Linked DNA regions of Mus musculus: region 2 is linked to region 1. The links are chromatin contacts, called in public Hi-C maps. All regions are on one chromosome and are shown on one strand. Each heading gives the region's core, a stretch centred on a gene start, on an enhancer-like site or on the middle of the called end of the contact. The rest is flanking DNA. Distances are from core to core; before and after follow the strand shown. Region 1 holds the start of Col5a1 (collagen, type V, alpha 1). Region 2 overlaps Col5a1 (collagen, type V, alpha 1).

Region 1 (6,847 bases), core at 2,655-5,154:
GATGGTAATAAAAAGAAAGGGGTCAGGCCACCAGGGACTCCATGGAGATGTCCTCCATTGCTGCTTCACAGGGCCAGCATGTCTGAAGTGGCCTAAGAACAAGAAGAAAGATGTCTGATGTGGAGAAGGAATGAGGAATGCCTTCACCACCACCCCCAGGACCTCCAGACCAAGAGCAAGCTAAATAAAGTCTGTGGTACTTGAAGGTTCTGGTGACTGGGAAGAGCCTGGGTGATCCAAAAGGAGATAAGGAGCCCCTGCAGAAGGCTGTGGACCTCAAGGAGAGAGAGGATGGCGGGAAAGAATAAGAGAGAAGAAGAAAGAAAGGGCCGGGGGAGAGAGGAGAGATGGAGAGGCAGGAGCAGCAGCAGCAGGAGACATGGCGCTGGCAGAGTGGAACACCCCATCTGTCCCCCAGGGCCCTGCCTGGACTGGGCCCCCAAGCTGGGATCGTAGCTCAGGGTACTGGGTCTCCCAGGGGAAAGCTAGGAAATGGATGTGAGATCAAAGAACAGAACGAGTGGGAGTGGGCCAGGGCTCGCAGGAAGGGCTCCAGCCAGGTTAGTCAGCTCTGCTTCTCCACAGCTGAGCTTCTGTCCAGACAGGTACCAGCACACTAGCCACCAGTATTCACTGTTCCCTGAGCCCCAGACTACAGCAAACAGTGTCCTGGGGTAGGGGAGAAAATGCTTTCCTGACCCACTGGGCACCACTCACCATCCCTGCTGTGACCCTGGGGACTGGGTTAGATCTGTACAATCTGTATTCTACTCAACAACTGTAACCCTAAGAGGGTACAGGAAGTTGTTTTGGTTTGCTTTTTTAAATGAAGAAAGAGGCTTCCAGCCAGAGGCAGGAGCAGGCAGCGGGCATCAGCTGCCCTCGGCTAAGGGTGTGACTATGAGGAGCATCCAGAAATATCTACAGGGTGGGGTAGAGGGGCAGTCTCTGGCCAGCACCGCAGGGCCAGCCCCCAAGACAGCATCATCAGAGAAGAGGCTGTGAGCTAGCCCCCAGAGGGGACTCATCTACCACACAGCTGGTGAGGGCACACAGCTCCAACCCTGCAGCCAGAGTAATACACCCTGACAGACACAGGGGGCTTCTACAGACTGGACTTTGTGGGAAAAGTGAAGGAGAGATAAGGGGAAGAGAGGGGAGGAAGGAGAGGGGAGAGAGGAGAGAAGAGGAGGGAGAGAGGAGGGGGGAGGGAGGAGAGGGGAGAGAGGAGGGAAGGCCCAAGGATGTCCCTGTAGCCAACTCATTGAGTCACAGGAAATTTAACCATTCAGTATCTGTCAAGTCTTACAAAACTTGGCTGGCTTTCCCCGCAAATTATTGCAAAAAAAGCAGTCACATGACCCAAGCCCACCAATAGCACATGGAAGAGATGACCTCAATTTCCAAATATTGGGGTCACATTTCATTTCTCATTCCTCCCCCCCTTAAGGCTTTTAGCAGCTCCCAGAGCAATCGGACTTCTCACTCCTTCACACACTTGGCCAAGAGAGAGACAGAGGATCTGTGCTCACAGAAACCTCGGAAAACATCTGGCAGGTCCGAGAGGGAGAGCAGAGCAGGGTCTGTTTGCACTTTCTCCTGACCTGTCAGCATCAAACGTGCACTGCTGCCCCTCTGGCCATGCACTGAGGGTGACTTCAAAGTGGGTCGCACCACAGGAGCAGAGGGGAAAGCTTCCCGAAGCCCACCCAGAAAAGCAGTTTCTTTATGTGCTTCTAAAAGTCAACTCTGTCCAAAGCAAAACAGCTAACAGCACAGCCAGGACCCAGGCAGCCCCTTCCAAATGGCCGCACCCTCAACAGCACAGGGAAGTGGGGCAGAGCATAGTAATAGAGTGACGAAGAGAGGTAGGTGGCCACAGGACAGGGCAGGGCTGGGACAAGGTACAGGGTGGACAGGGTGAACCCGGAACACCCAACCTATGCTAGTGGTAACCCCAGCTTCCCAGGCGAGAGGTCCACTGAAGGCTTCCCTCCTGGGGTTCTGGGGCGCACAGGGGAACATTGTGGGGGTATAGGGAAAAGAGAGGCTGACCTCTCTTGTCTCTCCTCCACACTTTCCTGAGGGCCTTCAGCATTCCCTACTGCTAGCTTAACCCTGGGAACTCCGGGGCAGTTGGTCCAAGTTCCACAAGAGTGAGCATCGTCAGCCCATGCTCTCCCTCGGTCCCCGCAGGCCCTGGCCCCTCCCATTTCCACTCTTGCTCATCCTGTGGCCACTGGACACTAATGGTGCCAGAAAGCAGGAGAAGAATATTGTAATTGGCCATGGGGGGTGGAAATGGATTCTCCTGCTAGTCCTAGTAACACCAGCTAAGCTAAGGAGAGCCCTGTCACTGCGCAAGGGCTGACCACTCCACCCGCTGTTCGGCTGCCTGAACTCTTTCTAACTGCCTTCGCCTCCCTGTATCAGCACATGCCTGGTGCCTTCCCACCCTGGGCTATGGTGTTTAAGGGCTCTGGGGAGGTTTATCCCACAACTAACTAACAAGAGTGATGCTGAAAATAATATGCCTGCCCAGACCTGAGCCTGAAAGCGCTGAAATACAGACAGGGACAATCCCAGTACCTCCCTGATTCTGCCCATTGGATCAGGGCTCCTTCAGAGAACCCAACCTGGCAGGAGTCTCACATCTGCAGATCATCTGAGAAGCTCCCAGCCCAGACTCCAAGGCCCTCTCCAGGCTTCCCGTTCATCCCATCTTTGGGCAGAAAGCCCAAGAAAACTACCTCTAAGGGGTTTGGAGGTTTGACGGCTAGGAGTAGGGCTGGCCTACCTCACAGGGCTCCCCAGTGCCCCTGAAGACTTGTCAGGGACTACAGGGAACTCTGTCCCCTGGGAATTGCAGAAACTTAGCTCAGACAAGCAAGAGGGTGTGTACAGAGGGAAGTCCATAGCTGGGGTTTCAAACTTCTGGGATCCCCCTCCACCCCTAGGCGTCCCTGAGGAACTGAATGGCCTTGACTCTAGGGGGCGGCCCTTTCCAGCTTTCAGAAGGAAAGTTTCTGCTTAAGGGCTGCGTGGGATGCAGCGGGTCGCCTGTGATGTGGGACAGAAAATGCGAGGTTTGGGGACAAAAGTGTGAGCACCTCTGCTGGGATCTAACACGAGGCAGATTCTTCCTTGACTCGACCAACAGCCCCACCCAGCAGGCCCGTTTGAGGAGGGGGCGGTACGCCGCGGGGATGGAGTTGGCCCGGCTCCCTCTCCTGGGCCCCCAACGAATGGTATTCGTTGTCTTGCCCGGTGCATTCCACAGGCCAAGGAGGAAAGTTCTGCAGGCTCGGAGGAGGCCGGCGGCGAAGGAGCCCGAGATGACAGCGGCGCGGAGGTTCTGCGCACCTCTTACAGTCCCCGAGGTCCGGTCCCCAGAGCACTCTTACCTGCGCGGCTCGAAGGCGGCGCCCACAGCAGCAGCAGGAACAGGAGTAGCGGCGAAGACAGCAGCAGGGCGCCTGGGCGCGCAGCTTTCCAGCGGGTGTGTACGTCCATGCCGGCGGGGTGCGCGGGCCGGGGAGCGGGAGACGCACACGATGCACGGGGACCAGAGACACGTCCCGGGTGGCGGACGCTAGGGGAGCACGACAACTTCAGGGAGTCATAGGAAGCTCGGCACCCGCCCGATCTCCCCCGCGGCGGTGGCTGTTCTGGAAGAGGCAGCGGGCGCGCTCGCCCACGGCGCAGGGATCGACTGTGGCCCGGGACGGCCGGGACCCCCTCGCTGGCTGCTCGCGCACTCCCTGTCCTCCTCCTTCTAGTCTCGTGGCCTCCTCACCGCTGCTGCCCCGCGACCCGCTCCCCGTGGGCGCTCCGCTGGAGTGAGGTCCTGCGCCAGCCGCGGGGACCAGGAGTGCGGACCTCGCCTTCGGCGCTGAGCACTTTTCCCCCCTTTCCCTCCCTCCCTCGCTGCTGGCAGACAACGCGGAGGCTGTGGATTCCCCCACCCCCCACCGCCCCCAACGCCCGCAGCAAATCAGAGCCCGGCGCCCCGCTCAGCAAGGCCGGTCCCCGCCTCCCACTGGGCGCCGAGGGCGAGGGGGTGGGGATAGCGGGCGAGTCGCGGCGAGGAAGGGGCTGGCCCGGGGCGGGAGCGGACGTGGGACGGGGCCGGCGCCCCCGTTCTTTCTCCCCGCTCTGGGCGGCGGCCTCCAAAACCTGATGGCCCACCCTGATCCTAGATTCTTCCCGCCTCAGGTACCCCGACCTGGCCAGACTCCAAGAACCAACGTTGAGGGACCCCCGAAGTTTGATCGCTGGAATTCAAAAGAGAGATTGCAGTACCACACAGAACTTTCTCTTTAAGGAGGAGTTCCGAGAGCTCCTCTTCTGGGCGGAGACTCAACTTGCAATTCAGCCAGAAGGGGCTCCCTAGACTATGACTGACAGGCCAATACAGCGCTGGGGACCTGCCTTCTACCTCTCCACAGACCAGACTGTCAAGGATGCCCAGAGGGGCCTTAAGTGAACAAGGAGTGACCAAGTTATTAATCAGGTGAAGGTCAGTCTCAGATCCCACCCCACCGCCTTACTGCTGTCCCTAGTGGCCCAACAACTCACAAGGAAAAGGAAGAGCCCCCTTCCAGAGCTGACAGCTGGAAAAGGAGAGGGGCTCCCAGCTCCCCATCTACAGCAGAGGGAGACAGGAGTTCTCCCAGACTTCTCCAGGCCTGGGAGGCCCTGCAAAAGCCTGACTCACTGCCCTGCCCTTCTCCAAGGGCTTCAGGGTTTGTTTAGAAAGAATCAGAGTGAATTAAGAAGGCTTTCAGACACAAAGCTATCGCTCCCTTTGAACACATTGCAGCCTGAAAGAATTTTGTAGTGATGGAGACCGGCCTGGGACATCTCTCTCCGGCTGCATCCTCAGGCTCCCTAGTTTCTCATTATTCTCCAAACAAGAGGAGAGTGGCAGTCAGGGTGCAGAGGCATTCATGGGATAGAGGCAGTCAGAGGGCAGAGGCAGTCAAGGGGCAAAGGCAGTCAGAGGGCAGAGGCAGTCAGGGGATAGAGGCAGTCAGGGGGCAAAGGCAGTCAGAGGAGTTGCTGGGATGGCCATGCTCTGGTTCTTGAATCTGAATGGGGGTGGCTAGTACTGACTTAATTCAAGCTTTGCTTAAGTGTGGAATGTACCTTATAGGGAACATCAGACAGTACACAGAATAGAGGAGGAAAGCTGGGGATGCAGCTCAGAGGCTGTGCACAAAGGTCCTAAATTCTATCCAGAGTACAGAGAGGGCAGAGGGAAACAAGCTTGAGTGGACATGCAGACAGACAGACAGACTCAGTCACAGTACAGTAAGAGTTAAAAGCCAGCTTGTACTTGTTATGGAATAATTATGTATGTGTGTAAGTTGTATAAATGATAAGATGTGTATGTGTGTGTGTATGAACACATGTGGGGGCATGTACATGCATATGTGTGTCTCTGTGTGTGTGCTGTGTATACTGTGTGCTTATGTGCCATTCCATTGGTGAGTTTCATGGGGATGAAAACCTCAGCCATCCGGAGGCTTTCACCAAGCTCACCTCCCCATCCCCAACCTGCATCAGGTCTACATATCAGGGGAGGTCTTTCTCCCATCCACAGACGGGGACGCTGCAAGTCAGGCGGGGTAAGGGGCTTACCCAGAGCACCAAATCAGCAATGCGCTGTGTCAGAGCCAAGATGAGTGCTGCAGCTGATCAGCAGGCACAGGGTTCTTCCCTCTTCGTGCTATAATACAGACTCAGAACATCTGCCTTCCAGCAGGTACACCCTAGGCATCCTGCTCAGGCTAAGCCAACCCATACCCAGCATCCTCCTGTGCCCAATTGGCATCTCATGATAATGGAGAGTATTGGTCATGGTCTGTTCACCAGCATGAGTCTTTGAGGAAGCAAGCTGCCTGTGGGCCCCATCTATACCAGCCTGCACTGTTGCACCAGGTCTCCATGATCATGGACATAGTCTTGTGCTTCTGCTGTGTTCTTTCCATCTCGCCTGTCTCTGTATATCCACCTCCATCCAGTGTCCCCTGCATGTCCCTGCCATGCATACATGCCATTACCCTCTGTTGTAGAATACAGTCCTCCAAGCAAAGCAACTGCCATTATTATCAGGTCAGCTGTCCCTGCTTGCAGGAGTCCATCCTGATTAGGCTTGTGGACTGTTGCTGTTCTCACATAGAAGCAGACAATGAGGGAGGACCTTTACCTGAGACTCTGGGGAGAAGCAAAGAGGAAACGCTAAGGGGTGGGAGGTGCTTCCCTCCTTCTCGGAGCATATGAAGTCTCTCAGGCACATTACAGACTGGCCCTCCAACAGGTCCTGGGCCCCAGCAGCTCTGCGGTAGGTGCAGAAGGTCATGATGAGCTGTGGCTCTGCCTTGTGTGTAGAGATATTCACACCAGCAGGGATGCCTTTACATTTGTGCCCAGGGAAGAGCTCCACCCATGCGTCCTTCAGCTGGCATTCAGAAGCCAGACCGATGTCCCACCCTTGTACATGCCATTCATTAACTGCAAAACCTGGGCAGATGAGTTCCCTCTCTGCGATGCTTGTCACCTATGAAGTGGAGTAATGAAGCTGACTCTGGGATTCCCAAAGACTCAGATGTGAAGGGAGGTGGCATGTTTGAGACAGAGGGGCAGGCAGCTCTGGATTTTCCTTCTGTATGCCAGCCACTCCCTGCACCAAGTGTTTCCATGTCCTGTCCACTAAGACTGGCTTCTTTAACCTAAGCTGGCTAGCCTTTCCCCGCTGGTGCCAAACAAGCCTTTAAAAATGATGGGATTTCCAGGCAGAACAGCCCAGGAGACACTAGACTGACTTTTGGCATGAGAAGCAGGT
Region 2 (6,847 bases), core at 2,993-5,492, 70 kb before region 1:
CCTCTGCAAGGGCCCAGTTGTTCTCCAGAGGATAAACAGGAGCCCAGGGCATACACCCTCACTTCATGGTCTTCCGTAAGTGCAGAGACCCCAGTGCCAGCAGCAGTGGCTGGGTACTGGCTACCAGGACATAGATGTCTAAGAAACTTCTGGGTTTGGAATCCTGGAGCCTGGCTAGCCTTCAGCACTCTCTGAGCTCCAAATCCTTCATGGCTGAATGAACTAGCCAGAGGAACCATTCTCCTCTTATGGACACTGAGAATGTGAGCCTGGGCTTCATTCTTACTACTTAGGATTAACTTCAGTGGAAAGCAGCATCTAGAAGGTTCTAGATGACATCTGACCACACAGATAGCTTCCAGTGAAGTCCCTGTTTCCCTCCCACCCACAATCACTGGTCGATTCTTTAGGGAGACAGGAGTCTAGCCATTGTCACAAAGAGCCTTGAAGTAAGTTTCTCTAGGAACCTCACCAAGAGAGTGGGATTTTTCTTTCTCCTCCTGGTACCAATGACAGACTGGATCACATGGACCTAGAGCAGCTGCAAACACCCTGCCCAAACCCCATTCCTGGGACACCGCAGATCCTTCCAGGACCCACCCACTGCAACCCCTCATCCCAGCTAAAGATACTCACCGGCAGCATGAGCATGGTACCTGGGGGGCCAGGCAAGCCATCAGCTCCAGGAAGACCTGGGCGCCCAGGGGGACCCTGCAGCCAGGGAGGAAAGAAAACTGGTCAGAAAGACAAAGGGACATAGCTGAGCAGCAGTGTGAGAACGAGAGGTCAGAAAGCAGGCTAGGCAAGCACAGAGCAACATGAGACTCCATAACATGGAATGTTCTAGAAACATTGGAATGCTCTAGAAAGGAGCAACATGATAGGGGGCTGTGGAGATAGGGAGTGAGGGAGCTGAGTTAGATGTAAGAAATTCTGAGAGGAAAGGCAGGCGATTGTGTCTAGTTCCAGGCTGGAGGCTTGAGAAAGGCGGAGGCTGGCTCGTATCCTTCCATGTAGCCCCTGCAGTCTTTACCAGAGTGGGGACTGAGAACTGCAGCCCCAAGCTCTTCTGGCTGAATGAGGACAGTGTTTATCTTTCAGTTTATCTTTCATCCAGTCCTTAGCTCTGCATGTGGTCAGGGGCTGGAGGACAGGGTAGAGCACCCACTCGCTTGGACAGACCCAGAGATAGGTGAGAAGAGAAGGAAAGTCCACCCATGGGAGCACAGAGCCATCCAGAGCAACTTTAAGTATGTTCGGGATTAATTTTCAAGCCCTGGCTTACAGGGACAGAGGTCAGACCTCCTTATAAAGTGAACTCAAACTGAAAGACCCTCCCCAAACTGAATCCAGCTAGTGGGGACACCCACCCTTACAACCTCCATTGATAGCGGCAAGTTTGGAGGTGGCCAGGCAAAATTGATTTTGCTTCGCTGGTTTACAGAGCCATTGAGGGGACGTCCCAGCAAGGCACTTAGTTCCCCGAGCATCACAGGCATGTGCTCTTCCTGCTGCCCGAGGGCTGGTCACCCTTACCTCCTGAATACTGTCACACTCTTTACTCATTGCCCAAACCACCATGCTATCCCAGCTGCTGCCAGAAGAGGCCCTAGCCAGCAGAGCACGCTACAGGATACCCTACCATGTGACGACATCATATTCTGCCTTTTCATTTCATGCTTGACTACCTAGAAAACTGTGCTTGCTGGTCCAAGAATCAGAGACAAATGCCTGTCCTTACCACATGTATGCATGTCATCAACTACAACTTGGCTGTCTGAATTTTTTGGGGGGTGGTTGGTTTTTTGAGACAGGGTTTCTCTGTATAGCCCTGGCTGTCCTGGATCTCACTCTGTAGACCAGGCTGGCCTCGAACTCAGAAATCCACCTGCCTCTGACTCCCAAGTGCTGGGATTAAAGGCATGCGCCACCACTGCCCGGTCCGGCTGTTTGATTTTTAATGGTGATATTCATTAGGTGAGCCAGCAGAAAGGGGAGGGAGGGATTCAGAAACCCACAGGCTTCAGTGCACGAACCCATCACCAAGTATCAGAAGAAGCTCAAGGCCCCATGGCATGGCTTATATCCCACCCAGAACAAACCTCCCCAGCCAGTGGCTTGATTGCTAATAAGAGGGGCTAGTGTGAGAACCAATGCAGGCTCCAGGTCAGGAGCTGCTCCTGCAAAGCACAGAGGAAGCACCCAACCCAAGCTGTCACTTAAAATGACTCCTGGGGCCACTGATGTAATGTAGAGCCACTGCTGAGGGTTTAGGGCTGACTGATGGCTGCCTCTGGACCCAGGTTGGTTATTGGGCTCATGGCACATAGCCAGGTGCAGTCAAGTCCATAAAGATCTGAGGGGGTGACATGGGCTGGCCCTGGGAAGAGGGGCAATTTGAGGAAGGAGTGGTTGTTCTTACTGTCATTTCTACATTGAATAACAACACAGGATCCAGAGCGGGGAGGGAAGACAGCCTACAGGCAGGAGGAAGAATACACAGACAACCCCCAGAGTCCATGGTCTTGGCACTGAACTGTGGTCTCTTACCCTTTCTCCAGGGTCACCCATTTGGCCAGTAGGACCTGTAGTTCCTGGAGGTCCTGGAAGACCCTGGAATTAAAATAAAGTCAAGACAGAGTTTCAGACCTGGCCTCAGGGCAAAGACCTTCTCCTCTAGTTAAGTGAGAACAGAAGCAGGGTCAGGGAAGTCCTTGCCCGGGTATCTGCGAAAGTGAGGAGTATCCAACTTTCTATCCAGGAGATCCCCACCTCCTCCCCCCCCCCCCGTAGTTCCTGTCACAAGTCAGAGGCTAATAAAACCAGGCACTCACAGCAGGGCCTTCAGGGCCAGGGGGCCCCTCGATCAGCATCCCCTGCAGAGAGAAAGAGAAAGGGGGCAGCTAAGACCAGGAGCCCAACCCAGCTTCCAAACTGGGTAGACAACAGTCAGCCAAGAGGTCAGTCGGTCCTGCTAGGGCTCATGGGAAATAGCCTGTGCTGGGAGAGCACTCTATCTTTGCAGAACTCCAGCCAGTGACCAGGGGCCCACGGGCGCCCCTCAAACACAACTTTGACAAAAACACCGCAATTTGCCAAAATGAGAAAACAGAGCCCAGACACAACTCCTGTGCTGTCTTTGCTGTCTGTCTGAAGAGTATCTGGAAGGACAGAATGGACCCCGGGCCCAGGACCCCAGGTGGACTGATGGGAAAAGCTAGGAAGGCCTAGGGTAGTCAGGCCTCCTGCCTCAGCCAGCAGAAGGCTCAGTCCCTCCTCTGCCCAGCGCCCTGCTGACATCACTCTTCTCTCCATCATTCCTGGGCCCTTGGTCCATCCTGCCACTAACCCTTGCTGTGCCCAACCCCCTCCTCTTGTCTATTGGCTCTGTCTTGAAAAGAGAGCTTTTCTGTTCTAGGATCTGTATTTCTGGATGTCCTCTTTCAAAAAGTACTCCCAGATTTCTCTTGGTCTCCCTACCACCACCCACTTAGAACATTGAATTTCTGAGTCCCCACGTATACCTTAGGAAAGAGGATCTGTGCTTGGGGCATGAGTAGAGGGGGGCAAAATCAACACAAGAGTCCTGTGGGGCTGGTACTCAAGAGTCTGGACAGGCTTTGGGTCGATAGCTGCAGGACCCTGTCGAGACACTTGCATGCCTGCAGGCTAGCCACGTGCAAGACAGGCATAGTGTCTGCCTATTCACTCTCGAGATTGCAAGAATAATGAGTGAGTGGCTGGAGGCCTTGGCCCTGGGCCAGGTCCCTTTCTAGTCTCCCAGCCAAAGGAAACTAGGAATGGCTATTCTCCCAGGATAATGGATGCCTCAGATATGTCTTTGAAAGCCCACAACTCTCTTGTCAAACTTGGGCTTAGTCTTGACAAGTGAAAAAAGACCTATGTAGGCATAGGTGTGAGGCCTGGCAGGCTGGTCAACCATAGCCAAGGAGTGTGGGGTGAGGTGAGGTACAACTGACCAGGGGCTGCAAAGTGCCACACACACACACAAGCCTTATTCACACTGCCTATGAGGTCCTCTGGTCTCTAGGAAGCCGTACACCATGTTTACACAGATGCGCCGAGGAGAAATATTTGTGCGTTCGATGTACACGGAGAACTCATCCAAGCTGCTCATCTCCCACTTCCCATTTCCTCTGACAGGCAGCTGGGAAGACTCAGGAGTTGGGAAGGGAGATTAAGGGGAACACTGCAGGGCCCAGGAGACAGCAGCTGTCTTTCCAGATACACATACTGTTGTTTTGCAGAGCGGGGGCAGCATTGCTGGATCTCACAGGAGGTCAGTCCTGGATCACCCAGGTCAGATTAAAAAGGATAGAGGAAGCAGCCCGGTCCCATGTTCTTCTGAGGCACGCTATCTCTACCCTGTACCTCACCAACCCACCTACCACTGAATGCACTGGGGCTCGCAACTACAGGAAATGGTCTCTGTGGCTTACAGGGCTGCAGTCACTGGTTGCCTGTAAGGAGTAAACTCAGCTACCCCCACTAACTCCCAACACAGCCACGCACATGCTGCCCACGTTCACACAAAGAAAGGCACTGGGTGGCAGGCTCAGCTCTTCACTGTATGTAACTCAGAAATGTCAAAGCATCCTGCCTGAGGGCTGCAGAGATGGCTCAGTCAATAAAGTGTGTGAGCATGAGTCTAGATCCCTAGTATCCAAAATACATACATACATACATACATACATACATACATACATACATACATACAATATAATCCAAAAGCCAGGCATGGTGGTGTGCACCTGTACCGGAGACTGGTGGAGCCCTGGAGCTCACTAGCCCAGCAGTCTAGCCAACTGCTGAGCTTATCACAACCATCGTAATTCTTGGGGAGCCCTCTTCAGGATGCTGAGGGCACCTGCACACACACAGCAGACACTTATGACATACTAATCTTCTTTAATCTTTAGGAAATAAAGTGGAGAGCAATTGAGAAAGTCAACTGGCATCTACCTCTGGCATCTGTATATATGTACATACACCCACAGGTATGCACTGCACATACCCATACCAAAAAGCATGTGTGTGCACATGCATGTGCACACACACACACACACACACACACACACACACACAAATGAAAAGCTGTTTTGTTACTTTAAGTACATATGGTTAAACAAAAATTCAGAAACAGAAGACCTCAGGCTTGACCAAACTTCATTCTGTAGCCTAGGCTATCCCAGAGCTCAGATCCTCCTGCCTCAACCTTCCTGGTATCATAGGTATGTACTGTCATTTGCAGCTCCCATCCTTAACAGTGGTCCGTTCATCTGCTAAGCAGTGGTCCATTCACCTGCTAAGCAGAACTAAAAGCAATGTCAGAGTCGGGCTGGGCTCGCACAGCAGACATTGCCTAGCATAGCCAAAGCCACGGGTTTGAACTTCAGCACTGTCGTTACTGGGTATGGTCTACAATCCCAGGACTCAGAAAAGGAAGGAAGAAGCAGGAGTTCAAAGTCATCCTCAAGTGCATAGCAAGGCCAGCCTGGGATACTTGAAACATCGTCTCAGAAAAAGACAAACCAGGAACGGCTTGAGGTCCAACAGGTAAGAGGTGTCCAATCAGGACTTAGTGGTCCCTGACCCAGTGTGGGCTGATGCCAAGGGCATTGCTGGATCTTCCCCCATCTCAGCCAAGCTAGATCTGTCCTTTTGAGGAACCCCTTGTCTTGCTGACAAATGAGAGGAGCTGAACCTCGGTGGAAAAGGCCTGCCAGGTCCTTCTGGATGCAGGGTTGCACTGACCCTGTGCCCAGCAGTTGGTGTAAACCTATTCTGTGGGGCAGATGTAGGGGATGGGATATCAGCCACCCCGACACAGGGCAGGGTATGCACCACCAGTCCCCAGGGCCTCCATCTGTTTATGTATGGCTAAGACTGTGAAGACATCTGGCAATTCTCCGGGTTGACAATTCCAAATGTTTACATTTCTCTCCATGGGGACTCACCAAAGGCCCTGTGGACACTCTGAGGAAGCTGGGAAGAAGCAAGCATCAGGAGGGGGTGGGCCCCTTCTGTAACTGCCTCCAGATGGCTTGTGCTGTTCCCAGAGAAGAGGAACTGGACCATGTAGATAGAGATGGTGTCCGGCAGGCCACCTCTACATTCTCAGTGCTGTCTCTGGCTCACCTTCACCCACAGCCTTCTTCAGGGCAGCCCTCTAGTGGAACTCTCTGCATGCCCCTCTCTCCTCCCAGAACTGGGGTGCCAACTCTACACACAATAAGCTTAAGTAAGTCTTATTCAAAGGTATGACCCAACCACTTCTGAAACTGGGGACCACCCTTGAAGCCCACAGAGCCTCAGGTGCCTGCCTTCTCTGGAACATCATTGACTCGGGAAAGACGCCCCTTTTAGTGAAGCACCAGGGAGCCCATCAATGGGCTGCAAGTGATGGCCAAGTCCACCTGGGGCCAAGTGCAGTTGATGTGGTGCTCTAAGAAGGCCCAGCACAGCAGGGGGGGCATCTGTGCCACAGCCTTCCTCTGGTGTGGAAGAGAAAAAGCCTCAGACATGTTCCAGGGGATAAGTCTCTAGTCCCTTAGGATGCTCCTCTTCAGGAATTTCCTTCTCCCATGAACATGAACTTCAGTTGAAATTTCTCATGAGGTTGAGCAAAAAGCCCCATGTTGGGCTAACCTTATGCTCTGCACCCTTCGCTGTGTGCAATCCATGCACTGATTTGGGCCCTGATCCTACAGCCTCAGGTAAGGATCTTTTCTCTGGACCCATAGAGAGATCTAGGAAGAGATCTGGGAAGAGCCTCTGTGTCCTCAGGCTCACTGCCAGGGGGAGCCAGGGGCACAAGCAGCAGGCA

The links. A called contact is a pair of places that touch in the nucleus more often than the background predicts.
Region 2: a contact with region 1 is called in a Hi-C map of uterus, with 1.7 times the contacts expected there. The contact joins the enhancer-like site here to the promoter of Col5a1 in region 1. A contact is called at or near these places in 5 of 484 Hi-C or Micro-C datasets (3T3-L1-derived adipocytes, embryonic fibroblasts, nephron progenitors and 1 more).

The regions. Positions count from the first base shown.
Region 1 is chr2:27,883,482-27,890,328 of GRCm38.p6, reverse strand. It overlaps Col5a1 (collagen, type V, alpha 1), which reads right to left and starts at 3,904. Exons shown (of 66, transcript NM_015734.2): 1 at 3,405-3,904. The coding sequence starts at 3,513.
Region 2 is chr2:27,954,251-27,961,097 of GRCm38.p6, reverse strand. It overlaps Col5a1 (collagen, type V, alpha 1), which reads right to left. Exons shown (of 66, transcript NM_015734.2): 10 at 2,835-2,876; 11 at 2,551-2,613; 12 at 637-711. Among named protein-coding and RNA genes, the nearest start is that of Col5a1, 71 kb to the right of the region's middle. Within about 2 kb of position 4,242, at least 19 of the 459 cell types and tissues checked have an H3K27ac peak or open chromatin away from gene starts, as enhancers often do. A contact at or near this core is called in uterus, where this site is marked.